Linked DNA regions of Mus musculus: region 2 is linked to region 1. The links are chromatin contacts, called in public promoter capture Hi-C maps. All regions are on one chromosome and are shown on one strand. The core of a region is the stretch at or near the end of the contact, and the rest is flanking DNA. Distances in the headings are between cores, read along the strand shown.

Evidence for each region. Promoter capture Hi-C pulls out the DNA fragments that hold promoters and counts their contacts.
Region 2: a promoter capture Hi-C map of macrophages shows a contact between it and region 1, with 5 read pairs. The contact joins the promoter of Stard8 here to the promoter of Yipf6 in region 1. A contact is called at or near these places in 4 of 39 promoter capture datasets (the C10 cell line, macrophages and pre-B cells), 3 of 484 Hi-C or Micro-C datasets (LSK cells and embryonic stem cells), 5 of 115 datasets of contacts at active chromatin or transcription factors (embryonic stem cells, extraembryonic endoderm stem cells, microglia and 1 more) and 3 of 9 other capture datasets (adipose tissue, liver and pancreatic islet).

What each region holds. Positions count from the first base shown.
Region 1 is chrX:98,933,886-98,939,452 of GRCm38.p6, reverse strand. It overlaps Yipf6 (Yip1 domain family, member 6), which reads right to left and starts at 1,672. Exons shown (of 7, transcript NM_207633.2): 1 at 1,165-1,672. The coding sequence starts at 1,221.
Region 2 is chrX:99,039,006-99,044,200 of GRCm38.p6, reverse strand. It overlaps Stard8 (START domain containing 8), which reads right to left and starts at 1,620. Exons shown (of 14, transcript NM_199018.2): 1 at 1,407-1,620.

The DNA.
Region 1 (5,567 bases), core at 423-2,922:
AATGTTTGCATTAGTTTACATATTTTCACTATTCTGTGGTGAGCTTCATCATTTTCCGAACGTCTAAACTTGGGTTTAGAGAGACTTTACTCAGGGTCACAACTGATCCATAAGATGGCCCAAATGACCTTATCCCTTCAGTGCTGGAGATTGGACCGAAAGGGTCTTACGTATGTAATGCACTCTCTTTCCCGCTGAGCTCCAGCCCCAGATTCAATATCCTCCTTTACAGTTTCATTCCTGGTGCCTAAAAGACTGCCTGGAACACTCTAGATGCTCGAGAAATATTTTTGCTGAAGAGATGAACAAATAGAGCTAGTAAGCAGAAGAGCTGGGACTTGAACCAAGTTCCCTTGCCTCTCAGTTCAGTTCTCTGTTACGCTGCCAATTTAAAACAAAAGAAATGAAAGCAGTTACTGAGCAAACAGTATATAAGCAAATACTGTTTGGGAAGAAGAACGACAGGGCGTAACAACGACTTCCTTATACTCCTCCACTCATGACTGTATTAGGCACTTCATAGAAGTTATGCCATTTTAAAGGCAGGTACCTTCTTTTCAGTTTAAGAGTCAAAAACACCCTTCACTGAAACGAAATGCTCAAACTCACAAAAGCTTCAGTGCGAATGCACTCTAGCTCACATGGGGTTAACTGTGAAGCCAGTGTTCTTAAAGCAGTATTGGTGGCTCTTAGTGACATATGTGTCATGAAGGGGATAGCAAGCACCTGCAAATAATAATTAGCTGCTTTGAGTCACCCACCGGGCAAGTAAAGGTTCCGGTTACAACCAATAAAACGACAACGTCCTGTGAGAAGCAGTTTCATTACTTGTGTAGTACTTCACAATGACTGGTGACAAGTCGTGATAAATGACAGCGATAGAGGATACTTCAGAAACCACTCCAAGCTCGGCATTTAACTCACTGTCAAAGAACCCCTAGAGTGTGGACAGACAGCGGAGAGTCTCAGAAAGGCACAGAAGGCCAGCGAATGGAAGGGAGATGCAGCTAACTCAAAGACCAGGTGTAGTGTCAGCTGGTTGTAGACGCCAAGGGCCTGCAAAGCCAAGAAGCTCTGGCTCTCTGATCCCGAAGCCTTCCCGACTCGCTTCCCGGGAGCTCTGCCTCGCCCTCAGTCCCTTCTGCCACTGTCCTCTTAACTCACCAGGGGCTTGGATGCCGCTGCCTCCTGTTCTCCCGGAGAGTCCTCCGCTTCCGCCATCTTGATAAACCTCCAACTGCTCCCCTCCCATGCGTCTCTGCGAAACCTGAGACGTGGAGACCGGGGCTGGTCAGCGCGCGGTCGCGTTAAGACGGCGTCACCGCCGGCGCCTGAGGCTGGCTGCTGCGGCGCCCAGCCGAGTTCCGGTGCTCCGGTAGCCTCCGAGGCTCGAGCGCGAGCCTATTTGCTCACTGTTTGGGGACGCAGTTTCGCTAGGGGGCGCTCCGCCTTCCACGCCCACTGAGAGTGCAGGCTAGAAGCGCCGGCTCGCCCAGCGGTGCCCCAGGCTCCAGCAAACTCCCAGCCGAACCCAATGGAGCCCAGTGATGCTCAGCTGAACCCAATCGAGCCCCGTGATGCTCAGCCGAACCCAATCGAGCCCAGAGGCCCCAGCCAAACTTAGCCGAGCCAAGTGGCATTCAGCCGAACCTAGCTGAACTTAGCCGAACTTAGCGGAACCTAGCGGTACACAGCCAAACACAATCGAGTCCAGAGGCTCCCAGCCAAACCTAGCAGAGCCCAGAGGTGCACAGCCGAACCTAGCCGGACACAGCAGAGCCCGGCAACGCACAGCGGAATACAATGGCGCTCAGAGGCGCCCAGCCGAACCTAGTAGGCACACAACCAAACCTAGCCGAATGAAGCCGAGCCCAATGGAGCCCAGAGGCTCCTGCTAAACTTAGCGGAGCCCAGTAGCGTTCAGCCAAGCCCAGCAATGCACAGCCGAACTTAGCCGAACCCAGCGGTGCACAGCCAAACACAATCGAGCCCAGAGGCTTCCAGCCGAACGTAGCAGAACCCAGAGGTGCACAGCCGAACCTAGCCGAACACAGCCGAGCCCAGCAGCGCACTACCGAACCTAGTCGGCTCACAGCCGAACGCAGCCGAGCCCAGCCGCTCACCACCGAACCTAGTCTGATCACAGCCTGACACAGCCGAACGCAGCCGAGCCCAGAGGCGAACAGCCGAAGCTAGTCGGTGCAAAGCCGAACGCAGCCGAGCCCAGCCGTGCACCACCGAACCTAGTCGGATCACAGCCGAGTGTAGCCGAACGTAGCCGAGCCCAGCGGGCACCGCCGAACCTAGTCGGATCACAGCCGAATGCAGCCGAGCCCAGCAGCGCACAGCTGAACCTATCTGAACGCAGCCAGCGGTGGCCTGCGGCACAGAGCCACACCTAGCCGAGCCCAGACAAACGAAGTCGAACGCATCGGCGTTCAGCCAAGCGCTGCCGAGACCAATGGCGCCCAGTCGATCCCAACCGAACCTAACCGCACCCAGCTGAGAGTAGGCTATCCCACCACCAGCGCCACTGCGGAGCAAAGCGGAGCACTGTGGATCCAAAACGCGCCCAACTAGGACCATCTGAAAGCAGCTGAGACTAGCAGCGCTTGACAGAACCAGTTCACCAGAAGTGGCTCTGAAGTGCCATTCCTCGTGTCCCCAAGAAAAAGGCCTCCGACTTCAAGTTGAAGAACCTGATCCCCTTGTCTACTGCCGTCCTTGCCTTACTAGTTCCCTGAGCTTCATAGCCAGCTTCCATCTCCTTCAAATCCTCAAACCTTTGTATTGTCTCCCCACAGGTCCTGCACAATTATTCTCTCTTTCATCTCCTATCAAGTGGGAGAGCTTCACTCCACTAACTTCCCAAAACCACTACAACTTTGAAGTTGCTAAGCTACTTGGTGGCAAGTACTGAAAATGTCCTTGATCAGTAGAGGCTCCTGGGGTGGGTAGTAGGCGGGGAATGGGTAGGAGTCAGCTACTGTAACCAAAAAAAAAAAAAAAAAAAAAAAGAAAGAAAGAAAAAGAAAAAAAAGAAAAAGTTAAAACAAACAAACAACAACAAAAAAACCACCCCTGCCGGGACCAACTTTCACCCCTACCTCATCCTGGCAAACAATCAAGATGTTTCTGACTCCTGGTTGCTCTGACTCACCTCTTACCCAAGGCTCCAGTGAGGTCAAACAAGAGAGCCATTGTTGGCATCATCAACATTCTCCCTATGCAGTAAAATGCACTGCTTTATATATTTGGATAGGTAATTCAGAAAGGAACCCAGGGAATAGATGGGAGGAGGAGATACGTGGACTGTGGAAAGCCAGACTTCCCAGAATAAGCTTCTGGGGATGGCTATTAGTTATTTTACTTAAATATTAGTACAGTAATTCTCCTTCAAACCAAGTAAAATTTCAGTCCTTAAACAAACACTCGTGGAAGTGATAACAGAGTTGAGGCTTTGCCAGGGCTGTGGTGCTTGCTTGGAGTCCCAAAGGCAGGAAGACTGTTGCTACTTTGAAGCCAGTCTAGTCTACATAGAAAAGTTCAGGCCGGTCATGGCTACTTGGCAAGACCTCCTCTTAAATCTTTTAGGCTAGTTGATATGAACTCATTTTAATTACAAGAGGCATGCAAGGCACGACAGCCCAGGGCAGCTAGGAATGATATCACTAAGGGGTGGCAGGATCATCCTGGGGTACACAGACAGACTCTTACAAACCAATTATAACAACAGCAAAAATGTCTTATACAACTGCTTCAAGGACAGCCTTAGGCTCTCCATCCTAATCCTTCCTCCTGCTACCCCTCTCCCATGTCTCCCACACTTATCCATTCACTCAAGTTCCTTCCTACTTCCATTGGTAACTTCTAGTTTCTTGCCAGCCTCCAACATTAGTTCCCCCCCCCCCCCACCTGCAACCCAGTTTTCATCTCTAACCTCAACTCTTAGCATCTTTACCTTTCTTTAAAAATGTCATTGATGCTGAGTTAAGAGAAGGAAAGGCCATAAAACAAGCCAAGACATTTTCAGGATACCTAAGGATTATTTCAAACTCTTGGTGTTCCCTGTTCTCAGTTAACTAAGTGATACTGGCTGGATGTGATGCTTTGAGTTGACAAAAGAAAGGTTGTGAAAAACAAGGGTGGCATAAAAACTCTTAAAATAGAAACTTTCTGGTTTTCATCAAAATGTTATCTTCCCAAAGTACTAAACGAATCCAGTATCCTATGTCAGCTATATTTTATTGGTTTTGAGACAGGGTCTCTTATTCAGTCTGGCTTCAAACTCCTTATGTTGTGTGGATGACCTCAAACATCTGACCCTTCTTTCTCTGTCTCTGGAGTGCGAGCAGGTGTAGGCCACTATACCCTTCTGCAGTGCTACACATTAGATGTAGGGTGGGGTCTCAAGCATGCTATTAAGCTACACTTCCAATATTCACTATTCCTTACTATGCTTCCGGTCTGTCTACTCTCTGTCGGAACAGGTGAATCTGCAGGGTAGCAGGATTTGTAGGACAAGCAAAAGTTGCTTAGAAACTTTGCAAGTACTAGAATTCAGATTAATATTTTGTCTAGCAAGTATGGAGAATCATATTAGTTCTATATTTTCAAGACCATATAATATATAACTATAAACTATAAAATTAACTGAAAAACTTTGAGAAAATATTTTCTTAGAAAATAATAGTCATAAGTCAGAGGCCAGGCATGGTGGCACACACTTGTAATCTTAACACTCAGGACATGAAGGTAGGAATTCAAGACCATCTTCAATTCCATAGGGACAACATAAGGACTTTGAGACTAGCCTGAACTACAAGAGACCCTGTTTCAAAAGCAGATCAAAGTTAGGAATGGGTGTATATATTTCTGTAAGCCTAACACTTGAGACATCAAGATAGGAGGCTAGTCTGGGCAACATGAGATAGTCTCAAAAAAAGAAATTTTATTAGGACAAAATTTTGTAAGAAAAAAATTTAAATATATAAAAGGCAAGATACACAGTTTGTATTGAATGATACCATGTGAATGAAAAAGTACACATTGTATATACATTTATATATCCATATACTTCAATATTCATGAACAGACTGACTAAACCAGTAACTGCTGCCTCTAGGGAGAGTAACTGGGTGTGGTTAGATGTGGGTCAACTTTTGCTGGAGGACTGGTCTAGTGTAGGGCTGTAGGACTGACTATTCATTATGTGACCTTGAGTAGAGTTTGGTTTCTCTCTCTCTCTCTCTCTCTCTCTCTCTCTCTCTCTCTCTCTCTCTCTCTCTCTCTCTCTTTCTCTTCCTCCTTCCCTCCCCCTCCCTATCCCCCTCCCCCTCCTCCTCCTCCTCTTCCTTTCTTCAAACAGGATCAAACTGACCTCAAGGTTTTTATGTAGCATGGGCTGGCCTGAAACTGACAATCCTGCCTCAGCCTTCTGAATGCTAGGATCACAGGGGTGGAACTTAGCATTTAGCCCATCTGAAATTCTTTATGATTCATACATATGAGGTTTTTTTTTTTTTTGAAAACTGCCCAAAATATAAATGCCCTTAAAGTGTTGGACC
Region 2 (5,195 bases), core at 371-2,870, 100 kb before region 1:
AAGGACCAACACCAGCTACCCAGCGAAATGGCAGCTACAACTTCAGGATAAAAACTTTATCTCCACCTCTCCCACTCGACCACTCACCTAGACACCACTTGTGCCTTGGGCTGCTCACCTCCAGTCCCCCAAGAAAGAAATGTCTCCCTTTCATTCCAAGAAGGGAAGGCTAGAGGAAACCCAGACAGCAAGAATACTGATGGCACAGGCAGGGACTGAAACCCTCCGAGTGGGCGTGGGCGCTAGAACTGCAGCAGGAGTCAAGGTTTGAAAATAGCCCTGGGTGATTCATTACCCTCTTCTCCCAGGATTACTGGGTGCGCTGAGTGAGACCCAAGCAAACTAGGACACCAGTCAGTCCTTTGCCTGAATACCATGTCTAAGTGCAATCTCTGGGGTCCCCAAAGTGAGAAACCTGGTGTCTGGGGAAAAAAAAGTCCTGCCCCTCCTCACATTCAGTTTGCCATCTACCCCACAGTAGTTTTCCAGCTAATCTAGCTGCATAACCATCATAGGAGCCGCTGACTGCCTACCTCCAGTCACCCAAGTGTCTCAGAGACCATCTTTCTTTACTTACTGGTTTAAAAGACTGGGCCCAGGCACCAAGTTAGCCAGTATCAGAGCTGAAGAAACCGGGGTCCTTCTGATACAGAAATCTAGCTGCCAATTGAGATGCCATTGAAAACACTTGTCACTCAGGAAAGCATGACCCGCCTGAGGTCATAAGGACTGGCGGAACCCCGGTTTCCTGAGTGGTAATTCAGTGCTGAACTTGAGCAAGTGTTGGAAGAGACATTGAGACTACCCAAGTTAGAGCTCCCCCAAACTTCCATCTAATAGCCTTTCGTCTGAGCTTTTCTAATCTAAACTTCTGTGAGACCTCCTGGCAAACTGAGTCCCAGCGACTTATTCAGAAGTATTGATTAACTCGCTCTGCACAGCTACCCTGAGAACAGCTCACTCTCCGGAGTTGTCCAGGTGGGAAGGCAGTGAGGCAGGGGCCGACGGAAAAGTCCATGGGGCTGAAGCCTTCCTGGAAATGTCCCCCGAAGTAGAAGGAGGGCAGACTGGGCACCCCCGCCCAGCGCCCGCCGCCCACTGAGTCCCTGGGAAGGCCGCCGCGCCAGTTACGCCAGGGGTCCTCAGGCCACCAGACCAGCCGTTTGCGGGGCTCCTATGGGAGTGTGCAGCCGGCACAATCAGGGGTCTCTAAGTTTCTATAACTCTGAACCCCGCCCATAAGCAGAGGCAGCCCGGGCTACTTTCCTTCCTGTCTCTCGCGTCCTCAGCCCAGCGGAACTGCCAGGAGAGCAGAAGGGCTGGAGCGCCACAGCGGCTAAGCGGGATACTGGAGGTCAGGGCCCCAGTCTGCCTGGGTGTCCCCCTGACGTCGCCCCAACTCTTACTTGGCAGCCGCGTCCACACAGCGGCAAAGGGATAGGAGGCAAGCGCGGGCAGGGCTGCTCGAAGAAGACACGCGTGGAGCCAGGGGTAAAGGTGCGAGCCAGAATTGCAGCTATAGTAGCTGCTTAGCCGTTGTCAACTAGACTATGCTCGCCGCGCAGGTTCGGAGAGAGGGAGCATTCGCGAGTAAGCCGTAGTGGTGCTCCGCCCACCTACAGGTCCCCAGACCAATGAGGGCATAGTCCCGTCCCTCCCCAACCCGCCTCCTCCCCAAAAGCGGTCCAAATGGGGTGGGCGGGGCTCTGCCAGCCAGCTCCTCCAATGCCCTGAGCCTCTGCCTTTCCCTCAGGTCACTCAGCTGGAGGCAAAAACCCAGGGCCCAGGGCAGAGCTTTGAAAGAGCAGAGCTTGAAACAGTGAGATGGCCACGCTGACCTGTATTTATTGAGTTCTGAATGTGTCTGGCACTGCATGCAGGCTTCAAATCTAAATGCTACGTGCACAAGAGGGTTTAAGTGACTTGTCCAGGATAATTTATAGTAAGTCCAGGAGACTGCTTCTGTGAGATACATAGTTAGTAGTCGGAAGGAACTCCATAAATTTCCAGGAAGTTGTCATTCCCACGTTAATCAGGCACCAGCACTCTGCAACCTCCCTAGTACCTCTGTCCACTGCAGTCTAAACTCTATTTCCATATAGAAACACATGGAACTTAGGGCACCAAAGTTAATTCTAGCAGGAGAAGGCTTCCAGGAGTTCCGAAACCAAGTACCCCCAGAAAGTCTGTTCAAATTCAGTAAGAAATGGTGTTAATTGGTTTCTTCCTCACCTTGCCTGTGAAGTTTTCAGCATAAGTTGACAATCTTCATTTCATTGTTGAATTGAGTACTCGTATTTAGCCAGGGCTAGGAAGGAGTATGTAAGTTCTCAAGGCACTGCAACTATGCTTACAATGACAGAAAGTGAAGAGAGGCGTCTTACTCTGGGCTACTCAGCAAATCCACGGCAGGCCAAGACTTGTATACTGGTTATTTTCTCCATACCTAGTAGATGAATGGCATGGAGCTAAGGTCTTTAGACTACAGGGACAACATCCATCTCATTGGATTGCTAAAGTAGCCAACACAGCAGTTTCTTAAAGGTCACTAGAGGTGGTGACAGAACCAAGCATCCTGCCTCCGCTCTACCAGGCTAAACAAATGTTCCCACCTCCCTTCCTCACAAGAAGCAATGGAGTGTCATGGAAGCGAGGCAACTCCTAGTATGAACTCTCTGCTCTTCTCAACAGAAGGACAGCGACTGATAGCCTGTGACAATTTTTTTTCCAAAGTGAGCCATTTCACCACAAATCTTAAATGTGGTTGCAGCAGCCTGTGCACCTGAACTCACTCCACAAGCCAAAATCCACCAGGAGGCTGTACTACTTTTGATAGTAGGTAGGAAGCCTCTTTCCTGAGGCAGGGCTGAATATAATATTGCCAGCATGCTTCAGGGGCTGAGTTTTTAGCCGAATGTATATTGCTTATACACAATGTTAGAAAGACTTAGAAGTAGAAAACCTGCCATGACCCTATCTATTCCTAAGGACAGAAAACCATGTCAGAGCTGGTTCACTAGTGGGTGACAAAATGTTAAAGGTCACTAAGGGATAACCATGAAGAATTTTTAAGCATATGAATAATGCAAACCCCAATTTAACATTTAATAGATGTTATTTTTTAGACAAGATCTCTATATGAACCCAGGTTACCATCAAAGTAAAAAAAAAACAAAAGCCTCAATCTCCTAAATGTTACAGGTTTGTGCCACCACCTGTAATTTTGTAGATTGTTCTAATTGGATTAAGATAGTTTTGGTTCTGAAATACCAGTGTGTGTGTGTGTGTGTGTGTCTCCAGGTGCACATGTGTGAGTGGTTATATACAAGTGTGCACAGGTACGTGGAGACTAGTGAATAACTTCCGGTGTCACTCCATTCCTCAGGTGCCACCCACTTTATTTTCAGACAGGGTCTTTCAGTGGTCTGCGGCTGGCTGGCTAAAGTAAACAGGCTAAGCAGCAAGCCCTGGGGACTCCACTGATCTTCCCTTCCCCGGTGTTGGGATTATAAACCCACTACCATGCACAGCAGTTTTTATATGGGTTCTAGAATAGAACACTGGTCCTTCTGCCTATTACCAACTAAATCATTTTCCCAACCCCTCTTTTTTTTTTAATGCAATAAAACCAAAAAAACTGCAAAGGGTCAAAGCACAAAAAGTAACAAAAAAATCTAAAACAGCATGAAAAACTACAAAATCTAGAAACTGATGTAAATAAATACAGCCCCCGTTCTGCAGTGCCTGACAAGCATAGTGAAAACATAGTGTGTTGTTGCAACACACTCTGCCTTGAGAAGGCCACACCCACATTTTTGGTATGTACTGTCCTTTTTCTTTGCGTGCCTCTCTCTTTCCTAATGCCTGCACTTAACTACGTGATAAAATATTTTTCTTAATAAACACCAACAAAATGTTGCTGAATGAGTGAACACGATAATTAAGGGAAACTTTAGACCTAATATTTATAATGCATAGTCATGTCACTTTGAAATAGTTCAATGGTTATTTGGGGGGGGTCTTTTAAAAATAAATCTCCCTGTTTTGTCTTGAGACCTTCTGAAAGATATGAGTGTTTAACCCCTTCACAGGGGACGAGGTGGTTCGACAGCACTTCCAACAGTGCCAGCCTCTTCTTCCAGCCTCAGTCCATCCTGAGCAAGATGGAGATTCCATAATGGTACCCAGAAAGGATGGGGGAAATGGTGCCTTTTCACAGGACCAGACTCTCATAAGGTTGCAGGGAACTTGCCATGGTATTGTACAAAGAGAGAAATGGATCCTTGAGAGGGAAATAGGTTATACTCCAACTTGCTACACCCAGCACATGCCTCTCACACAGGGCTTCCACACATCCCTGCATGCCTCATTCAAGCCCACAAGAAAAACCGGATTCTTAGTGGACTTGGTGGGAGCCCACCAAGCTTCATGAAAGGGGCCTATTGCTCAAGTTTGCAGAACATGAAATAGTCATGGGTCATATAGATAACCATCACGAAGGCTCATGTCAATGGTTGTAGACTAAGCAGAGGCAGCAGTGGGAGGGATGTGAAAGGGAAGGTACACATGTGCCTCATTATTTTTTTTCTGTTCTGCCAACTGGGGATATAGAACAGAAATCTGAATCCTGAGAGCACAAAGACCCCTGTAGATGCACAGCCCAGGGTACCAGTATACCTATTCCCACATTGCCACTCTAGAGCATACTGAAAGGAGGGACTCCATGCTGACCAAGAATTCTTGGATACTGGAGAGGAAGGCTCAGGCTCCAGCAAGACAAGCTCAGGTCAGGAGGGATGTCAGGGGCTTCTGAACCTTGCCTGTACTCAAGGACACAAAAGTCCTCATTTCCTCAACTGCCCGTGCCAAGTAGCTTGTGGCTGACTCCTGGCATTAGAACAGGCCCCATTCTCCAGCAAACATGACCCCTGTCCTGGGCTTACTGGCCCATTTTAAAGGAGCCAGAGTCTAGCTGCTGTGGACAGATGGAGCATACATATTCTTCCATCTCTTAAGGGACTGCCACCTACCCCAAACCAATAGGTAGGTTATCTTCGACTGGGTTCCCGATGCTTGGTGAACCTGTCACAGGTATCTAGAACAGGATGTCTACCTAGCTATCATGTCCACATTTGCCCTGCTGGTCACAGTTTACAGAGAGGAGATGAACAAAGACAGGCCTACATCTAACACTA